7 separate regions of the Mus musculus genome follow, and all the other regions are linked to region 1. The links are chromatin contacts, called in public ChIA-PET, HiChIP or PLAC-seq and promoter capture Hi-C maps. All regions are on one chromosome and are shown on one strand. The core of a region is the stretch at or near the end of the contact, and the rest is flanking DNA. Distances in the headings are between cores, read along the strand shown.

Evidence for each region. Promoter capture Hi-C pulls out the DNA fragments that hold promoters and counts their contacts. ChIA-PET counts read pairs in DNA pulled down with a chosen protein or histone mark. HiChIP or PLAC-seq counts read pairs in DNA pulled down with a chosen protein or histone mark.
Region 2: an HNF4G HiChIP or PLAC-seq map of pancreatic cancer cells shows a contact between it and region 1. The contact joins the promoter of Lgals3bp here to the promoter of Eif4a3 in region 1. A contact is called at or near these places in 1 of 484 Hi-C or Micro-C datasets (B cells) and 2 of 115 datasets of contacts at active chromatin or transcription factors (embryonic limb bud and pancreatic cancer cells).
Region 3: a contact with region 1 is called in an H3K4me3 HiChIP or PLAC-seq map of bone marrow-derived macrophages, with 4 times the contacts expected there. The contact joins the enhancer-like site here to the promoter of Eif4a3 in region 1. A contact is called at or near these places in 3 of 39 promoter capture datasets (embryonic stem cells, liver and pre-B cells), 1 of 484 Hi-C or Micro-C datasets (CD4 T cells), 5 of 115 datasets of contacts at active chromatin or transcription factors (bone marrow-derived macrophages, embryonic stem cells, large pre-B cells and 1 more) and 3 of 9 other capture datasets (adipose tissue, embryonic stem cells and liver).
Region 4: a contact with region 1 is called in a promoter capture Hi-C map of erythroid cells, with 3 times the contacts expected there. The contact joins the promoter of Aatk here to the promoter of Eif4a3 in region 1. A contact is called at or near these places in 7 of 39 promoter capture datasets (embryonic stem cells, erythroid cells, hippocampal neurons and 2 more) and 6 of 115 datasets of contacts at active chromatin or transcription factors (acute myeloid leukemia, embryonic stem cells, forebrain and 2 more).
Region 5: a contact with region 1 is called in a promoter capture Hi-C map of liver, with 2.9 times the contacts expected there. The contact joins the enhancer-like site here to the promoter of Eif4a3 in region 1. A contact is called at or near these places in 4 of 39 promoter capture datasets (cranial neural crest, frontonasal cranial neural crest and liver), 2 of 484 Hi-C or Micro-C datasets (bone marrow-derived macrophages and group 2 innate lymphoid cells), 5 of 115 datasets of contacts at active chromatin or transcription factors (bone marrow-derived macrophages, embryonic forebrain, large pre-B cells and 2 more) and 1 of 9 other capture datasets (macrophages).
Region 6: a contact with region 1 is called in an HNF4G HiChIP or PLAC-seq map of pancreatic cancer cells. The contact joins the enhancer-like site here to the promoter of Eif4a3 in region 1. A contact is called at or near these places in 7 of 39 promoter capture datasets (the C10 cell line, embryonic stem cells, hippocampal neurons and 2 more), 1 of 484 Hi-C or Micro-C datasets (bone marrow-derived macrophages) and 5 of 115 datasets of contacts at active chromatin or transcription factors (T-cell acute lymphoblastic leukemia, bone marrow-derived macrophages, embryonic forebrain and 2 more).
Region 7: an RNA polymerase II ChIA-PET map of memory CD8 T cells shows a contact between it and region 1, with 169 read pairs. The contact joins the promoter of Baiap2 here to the promoter of Eif4a3 in region 1. A contact is called at or near these places in 5 of 39 promoter capture datasets (the C10 cell line, cranial neural crest, embryonic stem cells and 1 more), 3 of 484 Hi-C or Micro-C datasets (cerebral cortex and embryonic stem cells), 15 of 115 datasets of contacts at active chromatin or transcription factors (T-cell acute lymphoblastic leukemia, astrocytes, bone marrow-derived macrophages and 9 more) and 1 of 9 other capture datasets (embryonic stem cells).

What each region holds. Positions count from the first base shown.
Region 1 is chr11:119,298,454-119,301,725 of GRCm38.p6, forward strand. Eif4a3 (eukaryotic translation initiation factor 4A3) reads right to left here and starts at 1,590. Exons shown (of 12, transcript NM_138669.1): 1 at 1,375-1,590. The coding sequence starts at 1,543.
Region 2 is chr11:118,400,141-118,403,412 of GRCm38.p6, forward strand. Lgals3bp (lectin, galactoside-binding, soluble, 3 binding protein) reads right to left here and starts at 1,819. Exons shown (of 6, transcript NM_011150.3): 1 at 1,646-1,819.
Region 3 is chr11:120,069,762-120,073,033 of GRCm38.p6, forward strand. It overlaps Cep131 (centrosomal protein 131), which reads right to left. Exons shown (of 26, transcript NM_009734.3): 10 at 3,077-3,215; 11 at 2,649-2,743; 12 at 2,116-2,298; 13 at 1,598-1,774; 14 at 1,031-1,141; 15 at 724-849; 16 at 528-644. Among named protein-coding and RNA genes, the nearest start is that of Cep131, 15 kb to the right of the region's middle. Within about 2 kb of position 1,485, at least 24 of the 459 cell types and tissues checked have an H3K27ac peak or open chromatin away from gene starts, as enhancers often do. A contact at or near this core is called in bone marrow-derived macrophages, where this site is marked.
Region 4 is chr11:120,045,661-120,048,932 of GRCm38.p6, forward strand. It overlaps Aatk (apoptosis-associated tyrosine kinase), which reads right to left and starts at 1,485. Exons shown (of 14, transcript NM_001198785.1): 1 at 1,209-1,485. The coding sequence starts at 1,290.
Region 5 is chr11:119,987,663-119,990,934 of GRCm38.p6, forward strand. All of the region lies in intron 6 of Baiap2 (brain-specific angiogenesis inhibitor 1-associated protein 2), which reads left to right. Among named protein-coding and RNA genes, the nearest start is that of Mir3065, 25 kb to the right of the region's middle. Within about 2 kb of position 1,634, at least 161 of the 459 cell types and tissues checked have an H3K27ac peak or open chromatin away from gene starts, as enhancers often do. A contact at or near this core is called in bone marrow-derived macrophages, liver and pancreatic cancer cells, where this site is marked.
Region 6 is chr11:119,968,726-119,971,997 of GRCm38.p6, forward strand. The region is part of intron 3 of Baiap2 (brain-specific angiogenesis inhibitor 1-associated protein 2); the gene reads left to right. Among named protein-coding and RNA genes, the nearest start is that of Gm11767, 27 kb to the left of the region's middle. Within about 2 kb of position 1,551, at least 36 of the 459 cell types and tissues checked have an H3K27ac peak or open chromatin away from gene starts, as enhancers often do. A contact at or near this core is called in pancreatic cancer cells, where this site is marked.
Region 7 is chr11:119,941,336-119,944,607 of GRCm38.p6, forward strand. Baiap2 (brain-specific angiogenesis inhibitor 1-associated protein 2) reads left to right here and starts at 1,757. Exons shown (of 14, transcript NM_130862.4): 1 at 1,757-1,913. The coding sequence starts at 1,860. Gm11767 (a long non-coding RNA gene) reads right to left here and starts at 1,759. Exons shown (of 5, transcript XR_001780400.2): 1 at 1,247-1,759.

The DNA.
Region 1 (3,272 bases), core at 340-2,839:
CAAAAACACAAGTACTTTCCAAATAAGCAGACATAATTTATACAGAAAAGATGTTGTTGGTTTGCTTTGGTGTGTGTGGGGGTGGTGGGGGGGTGGTGAGGGGTTGTTCAAGATAGGGTTTCTCTAAGTAACAGAGCCCTGGCTATCTTGAACTCACTTTGTAGACTGACCTCTGTCTCCCAAGTGCTGGGATTAAAGCTGTGAGACTGGCTTGTTGTAGTTTATTTTTACACTCTTTTAAGATGTAGCTAGTGACACTTGCCAGCTCAACACAGGACTTGTAATGCTATTCTTGGCTGCCAACTTGCCTACATCTGGGATTACCGAAAACCCAAGCTGGGTATCATTAAAAATGGGAGGGACCAATCTTCCTGGTCTAGTGAGTTCCAGGGCAGCTAGGGCTAGGTAGAGACCCTACCTCAAAACAACAACAACAACAACAATCCTGGCTTGGTGTGGCACACCTTTAACCCCACCATCTGGGAGGCAGAGGCAGGGAATCTCTGAGTTTGAGGCCAGCCTGGTCTACAAAGAATTCCAGGACGGCCAGGGCTCCAAAGAGAAAGTCTCAAAAAAAAAAAGGAAAAAAGAAAAGGACAGAAACAAAAAGACAAAGCTCATTTGGCCTCCCTTAAATGCTCCTAAACACACACCAGCAGCATGACCGACCATTCACTCAAAAAAAAAAAAAAAAAAAAAAAATCCAGCTCCAACTCAACGACAACATCAGCATCTCTCTTCTACAGTCCGGCCATCACCCCCGCCTCCTCTTCTAACTCCAAATCCAGACACCAAGATAAACTTTCAAACTGTAAGCCCGATCCTGTCAATTTTGCTTAGAGCCCTGCAGTGGCTTCCAGCGGTATTTAGGAATGAATCTCAAAATCTTTACCCAGGCGTTTAAAACATGACAGGGGGTTCTTTTTCTGTTCCTGGCACAGGTCTGGCCATGGCTTCGAGAAGCCAGGGTCACCCTGGTGATTATGAACGCCTCTGGGAGCTCTCTCTCGGCTCTTTTAACTGTCCCCTACCAATCTACCTACTCTACCCAGCTGCTCATTCTCTTGTTTTCCCAATTCCCACCGCCTGAAGCACTTTGGCTTCGTGTTTTTCGCCTCCCTAGAAAGCTTTAAACTCCCTAAGGCGAGAACCCACCAGACTTAGAGCCGCGACTTCCCCATCAAAGCTCGGGGCACCTCGGGGGACACACATGGCGATCCGCTCGCTACACGAGCCACTGAAGAGCCTGGCTGACTGCAGCCCCGGGGGAGCAGGCCGGAGCTCTGGGGCGGAGCCGCTCGTCGCCGCCGGGCCTAACCCCGTCCTACCGGGGCCCGGCCCCCAACCTCCCCCGCCTCGAGGCCCGCGCCCCACCGTAGGCGTAGATGCCGCGCAGCAGGTCCTCTCGCAGGCCCATGGTGTCGAACGTGGGGGTCACGTCCACCTCCTCGCTCGTCTCGAACTCCACTTTGGTCATGTCCTCCTCTTTGAGCAGCCGCTTCCGCGCCGAGCCAGACGTCGCCATCGTGGCGTTAGCCGCCATGATCCGGATTCCGCAGAAAGACAACTGCAAGCCGCGGCGGGAACCGGATGTAAGGCGCGCGCCGCCGGCCCGGTCGGGAGGAAGTGACGCGCCGCAGCGCCGCGGAAGAGCGTCAAGAGGGGCGGAAGGCACGGCGCTCCAGGTCTCGCGATATTCCGCGCTCCGCGGGATTCGGCGAGAGGCTGGGCTTGCCGTCGCTAAGCGCCTGCGGCTCTCCGTACTCTCGGCTCCTTGGATGTCCGCAGCCGGCTCGGGATAGGGATGTGGGTCTCTGGGAGGAGCAAGACGGACGCCAGGGTGTCCCCGAGGGTACGGGGCAAGGGAAGATGGCACCGCCCGATGGGCTCCGCGCTCCTTCGCAGCTGACTGCGTTGCCATGGCAACCGCAGCGCTAAGCGGCGGGAGAATCAAGCTGCTCGCCCGGGGTGGCTGGGGAAATCAGTGGGGACCGAGGGGAGAGCAGGGGCCGCCTAAGCTGCCATCACATCTGAGAATCCTTCAGAGCCGCTGACCCCAGTCACTCTGAAGAATCCTGATTTTCAACGTAGGCTCCACAAGGGCTTTGCTCCTTACTGGGGCACGTCTGTCTGTCTGTTTTGTTTGTTTCTGAGGGTGGATCGAGCCGTACCCCGAGTTCTAGCAAACATTCATTTGCACTTGGCCTCTTTCCTTTTTTCTGCTTTTGAGGAAAGATGACTAAATCGTTAAGAGCCGTTACTCCTCTTCCAGGGAACCTTGTTATGCTCCAGCGCTTAGACCGTGTGACTCACAACAGCCTGTCTTCCCCAGCTCCAAGCGATCCAGTACTTCTGGCCTCTGTGGGGGCCACACTCACACAAACACACACTAACACAAATCTTTTAAAGCTACTATAAGAAACCTCATTTTGTGTAGATATGTTTCGTTATAACCAGATTATCTTTTCATGGAGAAGTTGTGGGTTGCAGTATGTCCGCCCAAAAATAAATAAATAAATAAATAAATAAATAAAACAAGTTATCACCTCCTTCCCTAGAGAGCTCTGCTCTTGCTCTGGTATCAGGATTTGTCCAGACCAGGTAAACGATTGAAGACACAGAGCTGGCCACCCTTCTGGGACTAAACAACTGAGTTCCAAGTTCTCTTGCCTTCTCACTCCACAAGGATTTATTCCTGGTGCTCATGCAGTTTGGCAAGCCTGACTTTAAGGGTGGTTTTGCAATCTCTGCTGTAAAGTACACGTGGATTTTAATGACCTCCTAAGAAAAGAATGGAAAGTCTCCATTTCATACTGCCTGTTGAAATGAGTCTAATTATAGTTTGGGGATACTGTTTAAAATGCAGCTTAATTGCACTGTTTGTTACTTCATCAGATGTAACAACTAAAAAGGGCTTTATTGTGTTCCTATTGGGCCACTCTGCTCACATATCTTTGCCTATTGTGTCTGCGTATATTTGTGTATGTTCCTATGGTATGTGTGAGGGGGCAGACCCGTGCTACAGATGCAGATGCAGAGGTCGGGGGACAAATGTGGAGAGTGTGTTCTTTTCTCCCACCTTTAGTGAATTCCAGGATCAAACTCACTGGGGTCATCCCTTAACACAAGCTGTCTTCCCACCTTGCTGTAATTTCTTAGAGTACCCAAGTGATTTGAAGACCTTGGTTTTCTGTAAATCAGTAAGCAGCTGTAATCTATCAGTTATGAACAGTATGCCTTTGTCACTTGCCTTGTTAAAAGTATCTGGTCGA
Region 2 (3,272 bases), core at 569-3,068, 900 kb before region 1:
AGTCTGTGAGGACATTGTAGATGAGGTTGGAACTCTCAAGGGGAAGTGACAGAGGCAGTGTAGAAGGGTCTGGGACTTCATGATGTGACCTGGGGATGTGGGTCAGGGTCAACCACCACGGTGCTGACACACAGGACTCAATACTTAGACTCTTGCCTGTATGTAGGATGTGCCCCACCCAGGCATTGTCCCTCAGGCCCTGCAAGGAGCGGGGCAACCCACAGAACAAAATGCAGCAGCCTCAATGGACTCTGGACTCGTTCTAGGCCCAGCAGGCAGCTTGGGACTGGTAGTGGATGGTGCTACAGAGCTCTGTCTCCTGGGCAGGAACTGGAAGCCACAAATTGTTACTCCGACCAGGGGCCCAGAGACAAGCAGTAGAGATATTTCAGGTCCAGTAGAAGCACCAGGATTGGCCCCTCCCCAGCCCTCTCCCACCGACCAACCCCCACCCCAGACATTCTGCACCAGAGCAGCACGAGCAAGCCCTCAGGGGGCCAGGGCACTTGTAGCCATCTTGGCAGGGGTGAAGAGATCCTAGGATAGGCTTTGGCTATCCGACTGCGGAAGCAACAGCAGAACTGGAACTCCCCGGGAGTCTCACGCTGAAAGGAGAAGGCTGTTGCCTGGTGATAGCCAGAGAGGAAGCCTGTCTCCAGGAAATAACAGCTCACTCTGGGATTTACAGCCCAGGCAAGCCAGTTAGCTATGTATACCTCTATGTAAACCTCATGTTAATATCCCCTAATAGACTCTGGGCCATTAATGGGGGAGGCCACTGGATTCCTCTTAGTGTGGCCACATTAAATAAATCTCCTTTTTCGGCTTTTCACTGTTATGTTTTTAATTGGACCATGGAGGATGGGTGGCTGAGTCTGGCTATCAGGGGAGCTTTCTGGGCATAAGCTCTGACCGTTGAGTCCTATAACACACTGATGGGTGGGACTTGGCCCTTAGTTCTGTGCACCCCACCCCCACCCCCCAACTGGTTCCCACCAGACTTCTGCATCTAGTCAAGCACAGACCCAGAACAATATACAACTCACAAAGTTCCCACATCCCTAATGAGAGCCGAAGCTAGAGAGCCAACTGACTCCAGATGACACAGCCAGTGAGCACAGGTTAGGGTCTGCCCAGGGGTGGCCTCCTTCTACCACAAGGACCCTGGTGGAGGTGGAGGGAGCCAGAGAGTCCCACATCCGTGTGGCAAGGCATTACCCCAGTTTTATCCCAAGAAGGCCTGGGCTCTGGGAAACCTGAGTCCCAGGCAAACTGCACTGGGTGCCCACTCCCTGCATTTACTATAAACTGTGGTCGTAGGTTTGTCCATGCTGGGTCAGGCGCTCTAGGCCTTGGGAACATTGCAGTGTATGTGGATGTTGCTGTCCACTGGATGACAGAGGCTGTTTCTGCCCTACTCCTTTGTGTGGGAAGATGGGACAAGCCTGCCTATGCTGGCTCATTCAGTACCACTGAGTAGGTAGGTTTAGTCCTGGGAGAGAATCTACAGACCCAGGAGGGGGCCGGGGATAAACTCTAACCCACTCACCCCTTCAGCTGTTCATTCAGTGGACATCCTGCCCAACTGTATTGGCTCCTGTGCTCTGGCCTGCCAGAAATCATGCTGTGTAGAGTGGAGACTCACCTGGGAGCAAGAGAGGGACTCAACTGTCCCTCAGGCAGCGAGGCAGTGGCTGAAGGCAGTCCTGGAGCCTCCTTCCTGGCTGCAACTGGAAGCCTTCTGTAGACTGTTCAGCAGAGAAAAGCTCCACCATGTGGCTTTCCTCAGCCTCGTCCCAGGAAATGCTTTGTAAACCTCACCTAGTTTCGATTTTCAGAAAACACATGACAGAGGCTGCTTCTGGGGTTGGCTGTCAGCAAGGCTAATAGCCTTCTGCTTGCTGCTCTGTGGGGCAGAGGGCAGGCACCCAAGCGCCCTGTGCTGAGCTGATATACTGAGCTGATGAAACAAATATAAGTCCAGGCTAGCCAGGCAGGCACCCTGTGGGGCAGCTTGGGGGATGGTTGGAGCAAATACATCTCCAGGCTGGCCAGGCAGGCATCCTGGCGAAGGAGAGTGGAAAGATACAGAAAGAGGGCCTAGGAGCAGCAGCTCGGGTCAGACCGTGTCTGTGAATGTGGATGTGGGCTGGACTATCCTTTCCTGGACCTGGGAATGCTGGCTGCCCTTAGCTTATGCACAAACCTACCATGCGCAGAGCGAAGGTATGTGGGCCACAGAGTGGTCCTGAGAGACAAGAATAGCGATATAAAGGCTAAAAGCAGAAAGCAGGGCTGGGGGCTAGAGTGGCTTGGTGGTTAAGAGCACCACCTGCTCTTATGGGAGGCCTGAGTTCAACTCCCAGCACCCATGTTGGTTGGCTCAGAATAGCCTGTAACTGGCTTCAGGGGCTCAGACTCTGTAGGCACCCACACCCAAGTGTGCTCATGCATGCACACATATAATTTTAAAAATTAAATCTTAAAAGGTTTCTACAATACCTTTTTTTTTAAAGTAGGGCTAATTGGGCATGGTGGAACACACCTTTAGCTGGAAGGCAGAGGCAGGTGGATCTTTGTGAGTTAGAAACTAGTCTGGTTTACATAGTGAGTCCTAGGTTAGTCAGGGCTACACAGAGAAAGCCTGCCTCAAAGGAAAAAAACAAAAACAGAAACAAAACCGAAACAAAATCCTAAAACAACAACAACAACAACAAAACTACCACCACCAAAACTGCTTCAGCGGGTAAAGGGACTTGCAGTAACCAATCCTGATGCTATGAATTTGACCCCTGGGACTCACTGTAAGAGAAAACTGACTCCTGTACGCTGTCTTGATCTACACAAGTGTACCGTGGCATGTATGTACATGCATGTAGACACACACAGTAAATAAATGTAAAAATATATATATATAATTCAAAGAGGCCTAGGGAGATGGCTCAGTAGTTATGAACACGTGCTGCTCTTGCAAAGGACCCAGGTTCCATTTGAAACACCCACATGGCTGTTCACAGTCACCCATAATGCCATTTCTAAAGGATATAATGCCCTCTCCTGATTTCCATGGTCACCAGGCACACACGTGGTACACATACATGCATGCAGACAAAAGTTCCAAACATGTAAGATACACTAAAATTACAAAGGCAAATTTCCCCAGACTTATGATGTTTAGACAGTGGCCTAATTCCCAGCAGCTCCCTGCAGCTCCCCTGGCACCAGCACTGTAAGGTTTCCTACCTCAAGACACCCAACTGTCCTCTTGAACA
Region 3 (3,272 bases), core at 235-2,734, 770 kb after region 1:
GGTGGCTGAGTCAGAGTTAGTTAACCAGCATCTGCAGGCCAATCAGGAGGGAGCTGGAGGAGCCTGGTGCAGCTGCACTGAGCAGGTTCTGTCACCCAGGACACCTGCCACTGGAGTAGGCCAGGCTTGGACTCCTGAGTCCATGGCATGTCCTGTGTGAAGGGCCAGGTAGGCTGTGCATGCTGACCTGGGATGTGGCTGTCCACGCCTCAGCACCTGTCCCTGTTGAACACCTGGATGCAGTTCAAGAAGAAGGAACAGGACTACACACACGCTCACGCACACGCACACGCACACACACACACACACACACACACACACACATCTCCCAGCCCCCAACTCCCTCCAAAATAACAAACAAGGGAACAAAGGCAGGCCAGGCAGTAGTGGATGCTGAGGAGACAGAGACAGGCGGGTGTCTCTGTGAGTTCAAGGCTGGCCTGGTCTATAGTGTGAGTTCCAGGATAGCCAGGGCTGCCACTGCCCCAGGGACCTCATCACAGCCTGGCATCGGCCAAGGAGCTCACCAGTTCGTGCTGCTCCTGCATCTGGGCCACGCGCTCCCGACACCGCTGGTCCCCGTGCTTCAGCTCGGCCACCACTGCCTCACACTTCTCGCTCAGAACTTTCTTGTCTTCAATCAGCTGTGATAGGGGTAGGGTGAGGATCTGGTGTCCACCCTCCGGTCCCTCAGTGGGCCAGCACTGCGTCCCCGACTGTCACCTGGTCAATGAAGGACAAGTGCCGTTGGATGGTGGCCTCATACTGCTCCTTCTGCTGCCGCAGCTGCCGGGTCAGCTCCTTCTCTGTCTCCTTAACACGTCGAACAGTGAGGTCACGCTGTTGCGCCTGTGGGAGGAGGGGGGATAGACAGGAGATGGTGGTGTTGAATCCCTGCCGTGTGGGGCAGCAATGGCTCTGACCCCTGGGCAAGATGCTGGCAGGCCCCGTGCCAGCGTGGCCCTGGGGTGATGGCTCATGGTCAGGCCCCGTCCCAGCGTGGCCCTGGGATGACAGCTCATGGTCTCACCAGAGCTCTCTGCAGCAGAGCCATGGCCTGTTTCTTCTCCTCCAGCTCCAGCTTCAGCCGCATCACAGACGTGCTTCCCTCGGATCCTGAGCCCGCCTCTAGCACCAGGCTCTAAGGATATGGCAGTCCTCAGGCAGGCCACCCAGCAGTTACTGCCTACCTGATGCCCACCCTCCACAGGGAGTCACTACATGCCCCCTGTCCCACCCCGCTGCGAGGGGACAGCTATGTGGGACACCTGGGCAACAGGTCAGCCATGGAGACCGGGTTTATTAATCAGTGCAGAGGAGGCCTATACCTCGATGCTCAAACACAGACCACGAGGCCTGGTCTGCCCTCTCCTGACCTTCCTGCCCCATGAAAACAAGCCGTATCCCTGTTTTCATTGTGGTCACCGCTGTTCATTCAGGACACAGACCACAGACCACCCACGTGGACAGGATGACCTCTAGAGAGGATGCCAGGGCAGAACAAGGCGGCCCTGCTGGCTTTCACTTCTGTTTGGGGCTCAGGGAGGCTGCACTGGGGCCTTTCGAATGATCACTTCCCATTGTGGCGGCTGACTACCTCCCGCCAGGGTGCTGGCCGCTCCTGTCCTGACTTCTCCATCTCATCCAGGAAGGTCATAATGCTCTGAAGCTTGGCCTCCGAGAGCAGGGTCCCGTCATCAGGGGGGCCAGGGGCTGCGCTGAGTTTCCCAAACTTCTCCAGGTTGTCAGCTGTCAGGGAGTTGGCATCCTCTTCCTGCAGGGCCAGCATTGGGGGCTCAGAGGAGCCTGAGAACTTAGGGTCCCTCAGGGACAGGGGCAGTGTTTGTGTGTGTGTGTGTATGTGGGGCAGGCCTTGCTGTGGCCGTGGCCTCCCTAGGTGCTCAGACCTTTGAGAGTATTGCCACAGCAGGAGAGGTGTGTACCCTCCTGGGTCACTGTGTCCCAACCTCAAGGAGACCAGACAGGAGGGAGTCAACAGGCACAGCTGGACCTTGTTAGGTCTCAACTAAAGCAGGAACATGGTGGCCCATGCTCCCCTGACCTGCATGGAGGCCTCCCTGCAGGGGATGGTGTGAGTGCCCAGCGCCTGCTCACCTCGTCAGTCCAGGCATATCTGTCCTTATGGTAGGCCTTGGGGTGAGGCAGCGGCTCTGGCTCCTCCTCCAGCAGCTTCAGTGTGTCCAGAAGATCGTCCAGGGTTGCTCTGGCCCTGGCCTTGCCCCTGGAAGAGCCTGACACTGCCAGGTCTTGTCTGGCTTCCCCCTGGGAATGGATGTCCTGTAGTAGACAGGTCAGGAGGGAGAGAGGTCAGGCCAGAGGTAGCTAAGTCACCCCACGCACCCATGGTCCCCGTGGGCCAGTGCATCCACCACTTGGCACATGACTCAGGTGCTGTCCTCAAAGGAGAAAGGTTCCGGCCCAGTGTCACACTGAGCAGCCTGTGGCCTTGCTGTCCCCTAATGAATGTGAACTGGCAGGATTTCAGAGTGGATCTGAGACCTCCCCATAGCAAGATCAGCAGGCCTCTGTCTCACACCACAACAGCAGCCCTTTGGGCTCTTTCAGGAAACAAAGGACCCCAAAGCTGAGGAGAAGCTTAGGCCAGCCAGGCACGGACATGTCCAGACCTGTGGCTTGTCCTCTGGAGACTGCCATTGCTCTGGAGATGATTCAGAGGCAGGAGGGCAGGGGTCCGCGGGGCCTGTGGGGTAGATGCTGGCACCTGTAAAACAGAATGCACTGTCATTCCTCCAGGGCCTGACCTTGGAGAGAATCTGGGGAGGAGCCAGGTAGAAACCAAAGAGACACTAGGGGGCTCTGGTCTTCCGGGGTGCGATGCTGTGCGGGGAGCCAGTGCAACCCAAGTGCAGGAGCCACTGCTAGGATTGTTGAGGCCTGGCCACCCTAGAGTCTAGCACCACAAGTGACCCAGGCAGCACAAGTGGGAGCAGTGGGATCCCAGGTCTGCAGGTAAAAGTCCCCGTGCCTGGCCGTATGAGCCTCCAGTTTCACCTCACTGTAGGCCTCCCAGGGTCGGGTAGACAGACTCACTCACCAGCGTTGTTGGCCTTAGGGTGTGTGACGCAGCCTGGCTCCTGCATGGGTCGAGGCTGCTCCGGTGCTCGGGTCTCTGGTCTGTCCTTAGGCCGTCTGTGTTCGGCCTCACTTGCCTTCTGGGCTCGTTTCTGTTGTTCCTGACAGAGGAGCACCTCTGAGCAGCCCGCTAAAGCAGGGTGTCCCCTGACCCTCTT
Region 4 (3,272 bases), core at 235-2,734, 750 kb after region 1:
ATGGGAGACATCCTGAGACTGGTGATGCTGCCCTTGGATATCTGTCCCTAAAGGTAGTCTGGGCCTTGGGTGGTTTCTCAATACCACCTCTACTCCCGCCCTGGGTTTAAGGGGTCACTGACACAACCCCTAGGTTCTGTGCCTTTGGTTGCCTGGTGAAATGGTGACCTCCAAGCCCCTTGGCTCACCCAGGAAGTCATTTCTGAGCAAAGGACACTTATAGCCCTATACCAGATAGACAGCTCCATCGGCTCCCCTCCCTGGGAGCAAATGCCTTCAGATCCAGCCCTGCCCAGGGGACTCTGTGCATCACTGCACATTCTGGCCCCACTCCAGGAGGGAGACCCAGGAGAGTCATCGTATGTGAGCCGGGCTTTGTTTGGGCTGTGCAGCCAAAGCCAAAGCTCCAGGGACTTGTGGGTGGGACTCCAGGCTCCTCCTGGGCACAGGTTCATTCCCCTCCCTCCCAGGCTAAGCAAACAGAATCAGGATTAGAAACAGCTGCCCTGGCCCCCTCTGCCCACCACAGCTGTCCACCGTGGCCAGGCAGTTGTGGTAAACACATTACCCTGGTGTCCACTAGCCAGGTGGAGCAAGATGCCCGACCCCAGGTCCTGTGCAGTTAGTCAGCACCACCTCTCTAGAATGGGACCTCAGGTGGGCTCATGCTAGGGTCTTCGTCGGTCCCCACACCCACCACAGGCTGCCGAGGGAGATGGGCACGCTGCCTTGCCAGGGATTTGCAGAAAACAGCACCAGGGTTAGGAAGGAGCCTTCCACCAGAACATGGATGAGCAAGCTTCCACAGCGGGCCTGGGCTCCTGCCCTGCCTCACAGAACACCCCTCACCTCCCCAGGGCCCTGAGTCCTGGCAACCTCTCTCCGGGACACCTGGGGCCAACACAGGCCCTCTTGTCCCAGTTACCTGTGCCAGGGAGGCATCCAAAGAGGCAGGGGCTGATGCTGCCAGCCAGCGCTGAAGGGGCCGGCTGTACAGGGTCTGGCCCCAAGGCCTGCCCACCTCCGGAGACCTGTAGTGGGTCCTCGCCGGTCCCTGTTCTTCTGCGGGGACTCAGGGCGGAGAAAGGGTTAATTTCCAGGCAAAATGGGAAACCGTGGCTCCAGCAGCATCATGTCGGCGGTAGGGAGACAGGTGGGGGGGCAGTCGCAGCCGCAAGGCCGCCTCCGAGGGCGCCGCGCGGACTCACCCGGGTCGAAGTGGGAGCTGAAGGCAAAGCTGGGGTTGAAGAAGGACGACGACATGGCCAGGGCCAGCAGCGCGATGAGCATCCCCAGGGCGGGCGCTGCGCTTAAGCTCAGAACGCCGGCGGCCTGGGCCGGCGTTCCGGCATCATCGTCCAGCGGCCTCCGCAGGTGCGGAGCGCACGGCCCCCCGCTCCTAGCGCCCCCAGCCACCGCCGCAGCGCGGGCACCAGTGGGGGCGGCGACAGACTAGGCGCCTCCGCCCGCCGCCGCGGCGCCGCGGGGCTCTGGCTGGTGCAGTCCGAAAACACGCGGGAGCGCGCGCGAGGTGGGGGGGGGGGAGCAGGGGGGGATGGAGATGGGGGCTGGGGGTTACTTTCTGGGACAAAGCAGGGGAGGGGCACGCAGTTCGTGGGACAATGAGGGAAGGAGAGGGGTCACGGAGGTGGGGGGGCTATGAAATAAGGGGGGATGAAGACAGGGGCGCAGAGGCTGGGCAGCGCGAAGGCTGGGGACACGGAGAGGGGACAGAGGCAGGGGAGGTTCACGTAGGTCGTGGGACACTAAGAGATGGGGAGGGGGCACGGAAGCTGGGACTACGGTGGGGGGGGGGCAAATGAAGTCTGAGGGCACGGAGGGGAGGTAGGAGTGCACAGATGATACGGAGGGGGCCGAAGCCTGGGAGGCATGGAGACTGGGGGAAAGGTAGGGGACCTAGGCAGAAGGAGGGGTACAGGCTGTGGGACACTAAAGGATGCAGGCTGGGGAGAGGGCACAGAGGCTGATGCTATGGGAGCTGAGGAGCACCGAGCGGAGACACAGCAGAGAAGGGACACGCAGGTCTTGGCATACGAAGGGTGTGGGCTGAGGGAAAGGGTATGCAGGCCTCGGCTACTGGAAAGGAGACTGGACGGGACAGGGAGGAGGGACACGGAGTGTTGAGATGGAGACAGTGGGGTCATCGAGGCTTTGGGGCTCCAAAGAAGTCTGCTACTAAGTGGGTGGGGGTTTTGGAAGAAGGAGCCGATGGTTGCGAGTGACGAAGGCCAGGGGCATCCAGGCAGGTTAGAGGAGAGTACGGAGGTCGAAGGTCCGGGGAGGCTGAGATGAGGATGAGGGGTCAAGCCCTAGATGGGAGAGCGACTGAGACTGGAAGCTGATTTGAGACTGTGGGCATCTCAAGAGGTCACTGACTTCGTGGTGGTTGTCACGGAGGCCAAGGGTCACAGGTGAGGTTACAGACCGGAGTGTCCATGGAGGTGCAGAGCTGGGGTCCTGCTGAGTAGCGGATGGTGGAAGGAAATACTAGGTGGGGGATCCAGGAACTCATGGTTACAGGGTTACTCGCAGGTTTGGGGGTGGCTTGTCAGGACACGCTTACACCGGTTGGGGTGCTGTTTTTGCACTGACCGCCTGCAGCTGTGCCACGATGCGACAAACGGCTGGCCCCATCTGGCCCCATCAGCGCAGAACAGCCGGGGCGCTTGGAGCAGGCGGCGGCGCCGGGCACCGACGCCGTGCCCCGCGCCCCTCCTCCTCCCGCCGCAGCGCCATCTTGCAGCGTTGCTAAGAAGCTGCAGGCCTGGCGGCATGTAGGCGAGGCACGAAGAGGGGTTGTCACCTGCATGCAGCTCTGGGGTCCTGGACAACCAGCTATACTACTATTCATTCATTCTTGGCCTAGTTACAGAGCCCTTTGGGGTCCGAAGTTGGGAGAGCAAAGGGATTTTGCTAGTCGGAGGGGCCCTGTTGGCAGGAGGGCCCCAAGACTGGGGGAGAGGGAGTGTCTGGGTAGAGGGTCAGCAGTGACTAGAATAGAGTGGTCAGAGTCAGCAGGGTCCGAGGTATCAGAGCTGCCCTGATTTTTCTGACATGGTCCTTGTGAAGTTTGGGGGTAGCCATCTCTGTTCATGTTGTCAGCAGAGTGACCCAAAACTGCTCACCTGGAGGGCACATGGGCTTTTGGGTTGGTCTTGAGCTCATGGCTGACTAGGTGTTCTCTTGGAACCCTATGGAAAGGGTGATCAAGAGAGGCCTGACCCAAAGAAGAACAACTTCTTCCCATGTCA
Region 5 (3,272 bases), core at 384-2,883, 690 kb after region 1:
CTGTGTGGCTTGCCATCTCCCCACTTAACTGGCCCTCACCCTCCAGAGTAGAGTGTGAGGAAGCGGGGCATTAGGAGACATAGAAAGGGGGGCCTGCCAATGCGATGACCTTAGGTGTGTCTGGGCTTGGAGAGCAGCTTGCCTCTCCCTACCCTTGCACTCATTCCGGGTGCTAACGGAGAGGCAGCTGAGGCACAGCTTCATGCTGGAGCCCCCAAAAGGTAAGAGCCCAGAGAAAATCAGCTGAAAGTTGGTAGGCAGGCCTCACTCCAGTCAAGATCACTCTGAAATCAATGTGACCCTGTGGAAGGCTCTAGTGGCTCTGCCTGACCCACTGTCCGTACACGGACCTACTGTTGGCAGAAAACATGCCAGGTTCTCTGCAGGAAAGCTGTCCTCGGTCCTCTCTGAGAGGACATGAAAGGGGAAGGGCTGGCTGTTTTACAAGAGGAAGTAGTCCATGTTCTGGACAGGTGCCTGCCTTAGAGGGTGCTGATGCCGTGTTCACTGTACCCCCACGAGGATTCCCAAGACTAGGTAACTGGGTGTCTATTCACCATGACACAGGGGCCGCTCCGGTGGCTTTGGCACCTCTGGAGTCTTCATTTGTGTACCTTTGTGGGATTTGCCTGTTCTAAGGGCCTGAGAGAGGGAGCAATTCATTTCTATTTAAAGGGCTGTGTAATTAACAAAGCAAACACAAAATAACCAGAGCTGAGATCTTCACAGCATATAATAGCAGAGGCTGGTCCGCCCAGGGTGTGATGTGGTGCAGGCGATGTGCCCTCACCCCAGCACACAGGGCAGAAGGTCTTGTTAGCTCTGGATCTCAGAGTCAGCCAAGTACAGGCCTGGCCTCCAGTGAGGTCTCACATGGTCAGCATCACATGGTCAGATGAGGAAGACTGCCAGGTCCTGTCCTTAAGAAGCTACTCATGCTGTCCTGGGGACACCCCTAACCACACCTAGCTCCGGGGACCTCCCGGGGGCAGCCCTCGCTTGAGTCTACCTGGTTCTGTCGGCAGGTGGTTTTGAAGATTGAGTTTCTGACACATTAACTTTCGGGGACATTTTAGTCTGTAGCAGTGCTCCTTGTACTTGAATAGCCAGTCTTGCCATCTGCCAGCCTTTGAGCACAGAAACACCAGCCAACCCTGTCCACCCATGAGCAACATCTGCTGTCTCCTACATTTCCCTGGGTGCCAGGCCCTTCAGACTAGAGAAGGTCTTTCCATGGCTTCAGGTCCCCAGTGACTTCAGACAACATGGAACTCGAGGTGCTTGCTGTTCCCCACCCCCACCCCTCCCAGCATAGCGTAGCTTCTGAGTTGTCTCCCTCCTTGGGAAGGAGTCATTACCCAAGTGCTAACAGTGGGACCAAGCCTCATGAACTCATTCATAAGCTGGAGGGGACCTTGGGCAGCCCAGGGGTTTGACAGTTATGGGGGCGCCTCAGTGGTCAGTGGATTTTTCTGGAACATCCTTTCCTGCTCTGAGTCACCGGCTGGCTCTGGAGCAGAGGAGACACACTTTCCAATCACTTCTGTCTTCTCAGATTACAGGGCTGTTGTGCTGGGTGACTAAGTGGGAGCGTTGTTTCTGTGGGTCTTAAATGCTTTCAGTTGGGCGTTTCTATAGTGCTGTTTCCATAGCACCCAGCTAAGCAAGGAGCTGTGAGGCAATGTGGGGTGGGTGGGGACAGCAGGAACCTGGCCACTGGGGGACAGGCTTTATGCCATTTTAAATGGCCCGATGCCAAGGTACTGGCAGTGCAGGCCCGGGTCGTGTTTTCTACTCTGCTCTCCGGAAAGTGTAGCCGTCGCATCACACTGGAGTGCTCGGCTCACTCCAGTGATGAGGAGACTAGACCCCTGCAGGCTCACACCACCCATCCCCTGTCCTCTGCTGTCTCCCTTGCATGTTGACACTTCACTTGGTCCAGATTTCCAGGATCTTCCTGGCAAAATTGTGGGCTGTCTGAGAGGAGCCGGTGGCCTGGAAAAGGAGGTCAGGGAAGTCGGTTGTTATTCCTAGACAGAAGTGGCAGCCACATGTCAATGGCAGGCTTCGCTGTGCTGCTGCCTGCTGCCTTAGGACCTTCTCCCAGGTCAGGCTGAAGCTGGTGATGCCATCCCAGGCTGGTATGTGGTCCAGGGCTCTAGCTGCACCCCCCTCAAGCTGGGGATTTTAAAGTCCTTCTAAGTGCACTGCTCTGATGCTCTGTCCCCTCCCCTTTTCATGGACCACCCCTAGGTGCAGAAGTGTGACCTGTGAGGTTACACTTATTCCTGGGGGTGCATAAGTAAATGGAAATCTTAAAAATAAGACGCCATGCTCTCCTAACTCAGGCTGTCAGACCCTGCTAATGAGGCCGGGCCCCACACCGGTGCCCTGTACCCCAGGGAGCTGAAAGCCTCTGTAAAGGTAGTGCGCAGCCTACAAACCCAGAAACTGCTGCTGGTGGGCTGGCTTCAGGCCTCAGTTTGGAAGGTGCTGTTCTCAGGGCAAGGAGACCCAGGGGGCCTTGTGGCCTGGTTTATGCTGATGTCCTAGGTGACCGTTCCAAGTGGTGCCTCTTTTCTGAAGTCCCAAGATAACGAAATGATGCAGATTATCACTGGCACCTTCTCTCTCCTGTCACAGCACCTCGGCTCTGCTTGTAAGACTCTGCTGCTGAGCCCTTTTGCCTGTTGTTGTCCTTGAGAAGTCTCTGGAAAGGGCAGTGGCGCAAGGGTCCACCCTAGCCTTCAGAACCTTGACTGTTCCTTAGCTGGCCACCAAGCTGAGACGTACGTGTGTGTGTGTACGTGTGTGTGTGTGTGTGTGTGTGTGTGTCCGTGTGTCCATCCCTGTGCCAGAGGAACAGGAGTCATAGGAGGAACTCTACTCACAGCCTAGTTCAGCCCTGAAGACCAGAGAGCCCCAGCACCAGACAGTTGATGCCTGGGATGGAATGAGTGGGATCCAAGAGGCCAGTGCTAAGCCCTATATGGTGACTGGCAGGTGTGCTCCTCTCCTGGAGAATAGCCCACTCCTTCCTGACCCAGAGTATGTCTGGTCTCATCCCACCACTCTTCTCTAAAGCTTGGGAAGGAGCTCACACCCAGGCTGAGCCTCCTCCAAGACTCCCTGGAGTCCTCCCAGCACAGCTCCTGTGGGGGCAACAAGACTCGTGCCCCACCCCCTACTTCCCAGAGGACCCTGGAGTGCAGGGGAGGTTCAGGGAGCAGGAAGCCCTGGTAGGCGCATGTTGCATAACCGAAGGAAAAGTA
Region 6 (3,272 bases), core at 301-2,800, 670 kb after region 1:
GATGGCTAAGCAGTTAACCTGGGATCAGCTTCTAGAATCCATATTAGCTCACAACCAGCTGTGGGCCTGACTGGTACACATATCCACATGCAGACAAAACACTTGTGTATATATAAAATAAATCTAAAAACGAGTTTTAACTAACAGTAACAGGTCCTATCTTTTTAATAACTGAAATCTTTTAACAACTCTGGGCTTGTGTTACATCATCCTTGGTATAAGTTTTATATTGGAAACACTTGATTCCTGACCTGGAGTCTCATGAAAGTAGTGTATCACTGAAGAATGGGCTCAGACATGTCCTGGATAGCCTGCGAGCTGAAGTGAGTATGGCATAGACAGTCCCACATCCACACAATGTCTAGGAATGCTAGACGCGTCTCTGAAGTGTCAGAGGACAGTGAATGCTGAAGAGATGAAAGGCAGACTGGAGCCCAGTCATCAGACAGGCGCTGGTCTGTGGGACAGCAGCCCTCAGGAAGGTTCTGAGCTGCCCATCCACCTTTCACCCCCCGTCTGTCTGTCTGCTGGAACTTTTGTCAAATCCCCAGGGTAGCTGGATCCCAGAATGGACTTCGGCTCGAGTTGCTGGTGTCTTCCACATCAGTAGTACTTCTTTCTGCTTAGACACTAGAGTTCTGAGGTCTTGGTGCTGCTGAGCATGTGAAAGTGCTGATGGCCTGGGCGCCTGTCCCTGTCGGGCTTCCTACCCTGTGACGCTTGCTCAGGACTCAGAGTTGATGCTGTACCAGGCTGACAAAGCAACATTGCTAACCAGCCTTTGAGGTATGCTTGTTCCCTCGGATCGGCTGATTTTAAGGGGTAAATTTACCCAGAAAGAAGATAGTGGACTCTATGTGTCCACTGTGGGCAGGAGCTTGGCTTCTCACACAAAGGGTCAAGTTTGCTTTACCAAAGGAGCTTAGGCGCCATGGATGGGAGTGGGGACATGGTCACTTCCTTCTCCAGTCAGACCTGAGTCTCCTTACAGACACCAGGTAGAAGAAGAGTCAGACAGGACTGAGGACCAGCAGGTCTCACTGAGATGATCTCTAGTGGACAAGGGCAGGGAGTGGCCCCGAGAGCCTGTTCCCTCGGAAGATTCTGACTGCTCACCTATATGGGGAGGACATTAGGTCTTGTCCCAACATCTTTGTCTCTTTGCCACAGTGGGACCTGTGCAGCAGCTGCCTCTGTACAATGACTCGAAGACATGTGGTCCACAACTGACTAAGGTGCCTGAAAATCCTCAGATAGGAGCAGTCCCCTGGATGACACTGGTCCAGGAACCTGAGCAGGCAAGATGGAAATAGTGGTCAGTGACTCAGGACAGTGGTGACATTGGATGCCAGCCTGAACTTGGCCCTGCCTCTCCCTACTTTCCTCAGAGTCCCTAGTATCCATGGTACAACTGTTGTCACAACATGGACATTGAGGTGGCTTTTGGACTTGTTCTGTTTCAGAACAACATGACTATAAGCTCTGCTGTCTACCGCTATCACCATGGCAACACAGCCATTGATTTTTCTCTTGGTCACCCCTTGGCCGCATTCCACTCTGGCTTTCCCATAGATGGGCGAAGAGCGTCTGAGGAACCAGTGTGTGGAGAGTAGCTGAGAGAAGGCAGGATTGGTAACTGTCCAGTGGGGAGGGGGGGAGGTTAGGGAGGGTTTGACTGTCTCACCTCCTGTCCGCCCCTCTTGCCTCCCGGTGGTTTTAACAGCACGGTGCCCTGGCAGCCCCCTCAGCTGTCTGTCTTCACCTAATGAGAGCTCTATATTCGGGCCTTGTTCAGGCGTATGCTAATTAGCTCTCAGAGGTGCCTTTCCGCTCTAGAAGCCACCAGAATAATTGAGCATTATGGATATTTGCTTCAGAAGGCTCTGGAAGGTAATGTGTGCTTCCAGCCAGGTTTGAGCAGCTGACCCCTTGGCATAGAGCCCCTCTGCTACTGCGGAGAGGATGGCAGTTCTGCCTCCTCTCAGAATGACTGGGGTGCTCAGCAGTCGAGCACCCACTGTTGACAAGCCAGTAGCACAGGGCTCCTACTGTTAGGCTCCTACTGTGCTCTGGGGGCAAACTGACCTCTAGGAAGCTATAGCATCTCCAATCACACAGGGGATGCAGGTGCCTCCTCTCCAGACCCTGCAACTCCACCTGGGCTGCTGACTACAGAGAAGCAGTCCCTGTCTGCCACCCTCTAAGACTTTGCATATGGAGCATTTCAGCCACTCCCATGGTCTGAGGGAAGCCTGTCTCTCTTCCAGCAGAGAACACAGTGGCCACGTTACAGCTGTGCTTATTAATGTGTCCTTCTGGGATGGTCTTCAGATGCTGCTTAAAATTGGGGCTCACATGGGGTCCTGTGGCCGCTGGATCCAGTTTCCTGAACCTGCAAGGGTTTGACTGACTGGCACCTCTGGTGGTGTGTGTGTGTGTGTGTGTGTGTGTGTGTGTGTGTGTGTGTGTTTTCCTTTCTTACTTTGGAGGGTCCAGGAGCAGAGTCCCTGATGGTATGTAAAGCAAACTTAGTTCTCCTGGACCCTTATTCCTGCCAGCTGGCTTCTCCACAAAATGCCCAGGGAACCCACTGAGATCTAGGACACAGGACTATGCACTGATCTTTGGCTGCATGAGCATGACTTGGGGTCTGGCTGGGACCCCTGCAGGTTTGCCACCACACCCATCCTGGCACCTGGTGGAAGAATCTCAGAGGGCAGTGCGCCCTCTGTCTCTGTGAGGAGACCACCAGGGACCTACTACTCAGAGACCCTGGGGGCTCTTTTCTCTTATTTATTTTTTTCATGCTTCGCTCACCCTTGCTGCTCAGAAGATGGGGCTGTCTGAGCAACGGCTCTCAGCAGGGGATGCTGTGCCTATAGTAATGGGGACAAGCAGCATTTAGCCCTTGCTCAGCTGGGCCTTCCCAGCGTTGGGAGACCTAGTCCTAGTAACTCTGGCAACCAGGCATTGCTTGGACACCTGCTGTCAGGGGCTGTAGCCCTTTCCTATGAACCCTGTAGTTGAGGTCTATTATGCAGGCCACCCGTTTCCGCAATGGAGCTCTATATGGGCTCTGGGGGTTAAACTTAGGTCACTGTGCTGAGTAGCAAGTGCTTTTACCCATAGAGCCATCTAACTGGCCAGATGTTCCCCCTTTCAAGCTCAGATCTATGAAAATGTCATCCTCTCCATGTTGGATCAGGGGCCCTTCACCTGGGGTTCACCTGGGGCCTGAAGGGCCTTGGGTGGAGTCTGGTCTTTTCCTGCCT
Region 7 (3,272 bases), core at 507-3,006, 640 kb after region 1:
CCCTCTTCCCACTGTGGGTTTCTGCTGCAGCTGGCCAGCCTCCTGCCTGGGACATGGACAGACCTGAGTCTGCCACCCATGTAGCACAGAAATGGGGTGACTATGGGTAGGCAGGCCCAGGAAAGAGTCTTGGGATGTTGTGGAAGGGGGAGTGGTCCAAGCCATGGGAACTTTTCTTGGGGGAGCTTCTCTGCCCTTTTTCAGACAGACCCCAAGTGTTTGCTGCCAGCCTCCACCTCTAGTTCTCCTCCATGGCCTTGGCCTGGGGCAAGCATGGAGGAGTTGCTTCTACCCCAGTGCACAGCTCCTTGTTGGCTTTCTGATCAGTGAGGGGATCAGTGTGTGCTTGAGTAGGCACCATACCATGCTGGTCTAAATGGACTAGAAAGTGAGATGAAGGGGCAGCTGTAACCAACCAGTCGCAGTGAACAGTAATTGACAAGTCCTTATTTGACAGCCAGTTAGTTTAAGCTGGCTTTCTGTCACAAGAAGAACCCAAGAAAAGACAGATACACAGAGATGTACACAGAGATGTACATAGACGACAAGGAAACAGAGGACAGTGGGCTGAATTCCTTCTCCTTACACATGTAGCAAAGTGAATAGGGGCCGTCTGAGTCCCCTGCTGAGGCTTGACAGCCGCGCCTTGGATTTGTGTCCTCTGGGTTGTTGGAGTGGTGTAACCAGCTGTCCAGGAAATGGATGCTGGAGTGTTATGTTTAATTAAAAGGAAACATTCAGCTCTGGTGTTTTACAATGTAAAGCAAATAATTCCTCTCTGTTCGTCTAATTGATGTAAATATTTCTTCAAAGGGAACCGCGTTGGAACCCCGTGTGCCAACCTGGTCAGTTTTCTCAGCCAAGCCTTACCCTTCCTTAAACCATCAGCTACTGGGCAATTCCAAGCTGTGCTGAGAGGCTCCTCCCCCGGAGCTATCCACCCAACTCCCGCCCCCGCCCCAATTCCCTTCCGAACCACCCCATGGAACTCGCTCCACGTCTCCCTCGCTCCTCTCTTGGGTCCTCTTCCCGGAATTCTAGACCCAACTGTCGGCCGCCACCCTCCGTTCAGCACCAGTCCACCACAAGCACCCGCCCCAGGGCCCACCCTGTCCCGATCCTGCCTCCAGGGCTCAGGGTTCTCCCGCTAGAGTTCAGCACCTTCCTCCGTCTCCACCTACTCCGGCTCCGGGTTTCCTCCCTTCCGGAAGACCGTCCAGGGTCGACGCACGCCTCGCCGACTCACCTGCAATAGCGCGGGAGCCACCGGCCCCTGTCGCGCACTCCTGAGGGACCCTTGAGGGCCTGCAGCTCGGATCGCTGCCTCCCGAGTGCCGCCTCCACGCGCGCTCGCGCCGGTGCCACCCGCACCGCCCACACCCCGCGCTAGCTCTTCCTGCGCCACCCCGCCCCCGCTTTCCGCCCCCAGCCCGGCTGTCGCTCCGACCCCCTCAGGCAGCTCCAGGGCCTCAGCGCGCCGCGCCTCCGCCTCCCAGCGGCCGACCAATTGCCGCTCGGAGCCGGCCTCCGAGTCCCTCCTCTAGCTCCGCCCTTCGCCCCCGCCTCCGAAATCTACCAATAGAAAAGACGGCGCAGGAGCGGGCCTGGCGGTTGCCTAGCAGCGGCTAGGCTGGGCGGGGGCGGACAGCCGGGGGCGGTGATCCGGGCGCGGCGGGGGCGGGGCCCGGAGGCGGGGTTTTTGTGGGGTGGGGCCTTCAGCGGCTATAAAAGCAGCGGCCGCCGGGCGCCGCGCTCTGTGGTCCTGGTCTGCGCGCCTTTTCCTGTTGCTGCAGTTGTCGCTTTCCTCACCGCCACCCGTGCCCCTGCTCTGGTCTGTGGTGTAGCCGGGACCCAGGACCATGTCGCTTTCACGCTCGGAGGAGATGCACCGGCTCACGGAAAATGTCTACAAGGTGAGTTTCCAGCGCGGCTCCGAGTCGCCCCTAGGTCTTCAGGCCCGAGCAGGGCACCGGCTCCCGGACTGCGGGTGTGGTGGACCGATCTTCCGTTGGTCACAGGTGGCCGCGCCCGCCCAGGGTCCTTACGCCCGCCGCGGCCCGCGCCGTCCCCGAGCACGAGTGGACGCCCCCACCCCGACGGCGCCGCTCAGCCCCCGCGCGCTCCCTCAGTACGCCTGTCTGTCCTGGCGTCCGGAGGGACCGAGATGTTCAGGGCCTGGGCTGCTCTGCGATCTGGCCTGGTCCGCTGCATCCCAGAGTGAGGGGAACAAGGAGCGGGGGCGGCGTGGAGGTTGCAGGCTGCTGCGGGCGGTCGCCCTGCGCTTGCTTGGCGCGGTGGCACCGTGGGGCTCTTCTAGGTGCTGTTATGCCAGCCTCTGGGCACTTTCTCTTCAACAGGCTTTCCCTTTCCACAACTCCTTTACGAGTGTTAATGGACGTGGCCCAAAGTGGGAGGTCGAGCTCGGACAGGTTGGATGGGTGGACAGATAATCCATCATCTTATGTAACCGCAGAGGGAGAAGACTAATTGTGTAGGAGGCTGACGCGCCTGCTTTTGCTTCTGATATGTGTTAAGAGTCTCGCATTCACATACTAATCTGTGAAATGACAGTTTCTCATGGAAGAACTGCAGAGCCTTGTGCAAGCCCCCTGGTGTCATGTTATGTCCATGCTTTGGGTACAGATGGACGGGCCATTTCCTATTTCTTCACCATGGGTTCTCACAGCCCTGGCCCCTTACCCTCAACAGCACAGCCTGGGGCTCCCTGATGGCATCAGGTCCGCTGCAGTTCTCAGTGACATTTTTTTTTTCAAGAGAGAAATTCCTGCCCTGCCCTGTGCATGGCAGTCCTCTTTACAAAGCTGTGCTTTATTTCAAAACTGTCTTAAGGGTGAGTGAAAGGCTTTCCACCAGCCACTAGGTTTTCACATGGAGTTGCTGGTTCATGGCTAAATGGGATTGTGCTCTGCTCGAGAGCAACAGTTTCTGATTGTATGAACCAACCATGGTTGTGCCTTTCTAGGCAATGGCCTGTGAAACCCTCATAGCTGTGCTTGCTCTGTTGCCTACAGCAGATGGAAGCCTCCAGGGTGGCTGCTTAGGTTTCAGCTGGAGTCCCGGGGGCAGATTATACTTTAATTCATCATTTAATAAAGGCTTTAGAGTTGTAGTTACATGGGTCTGGAGGAACCTTGAAGGTGGGTGTAGGGGCTGAAGGAGCTCTAAAACCATGTTCAAGCTGCCGGCAAACAAGATTGAGAACAGCCTTTTGTTCTTTATGTTTAGTATCTGTAGACTCCATGGTATATGTT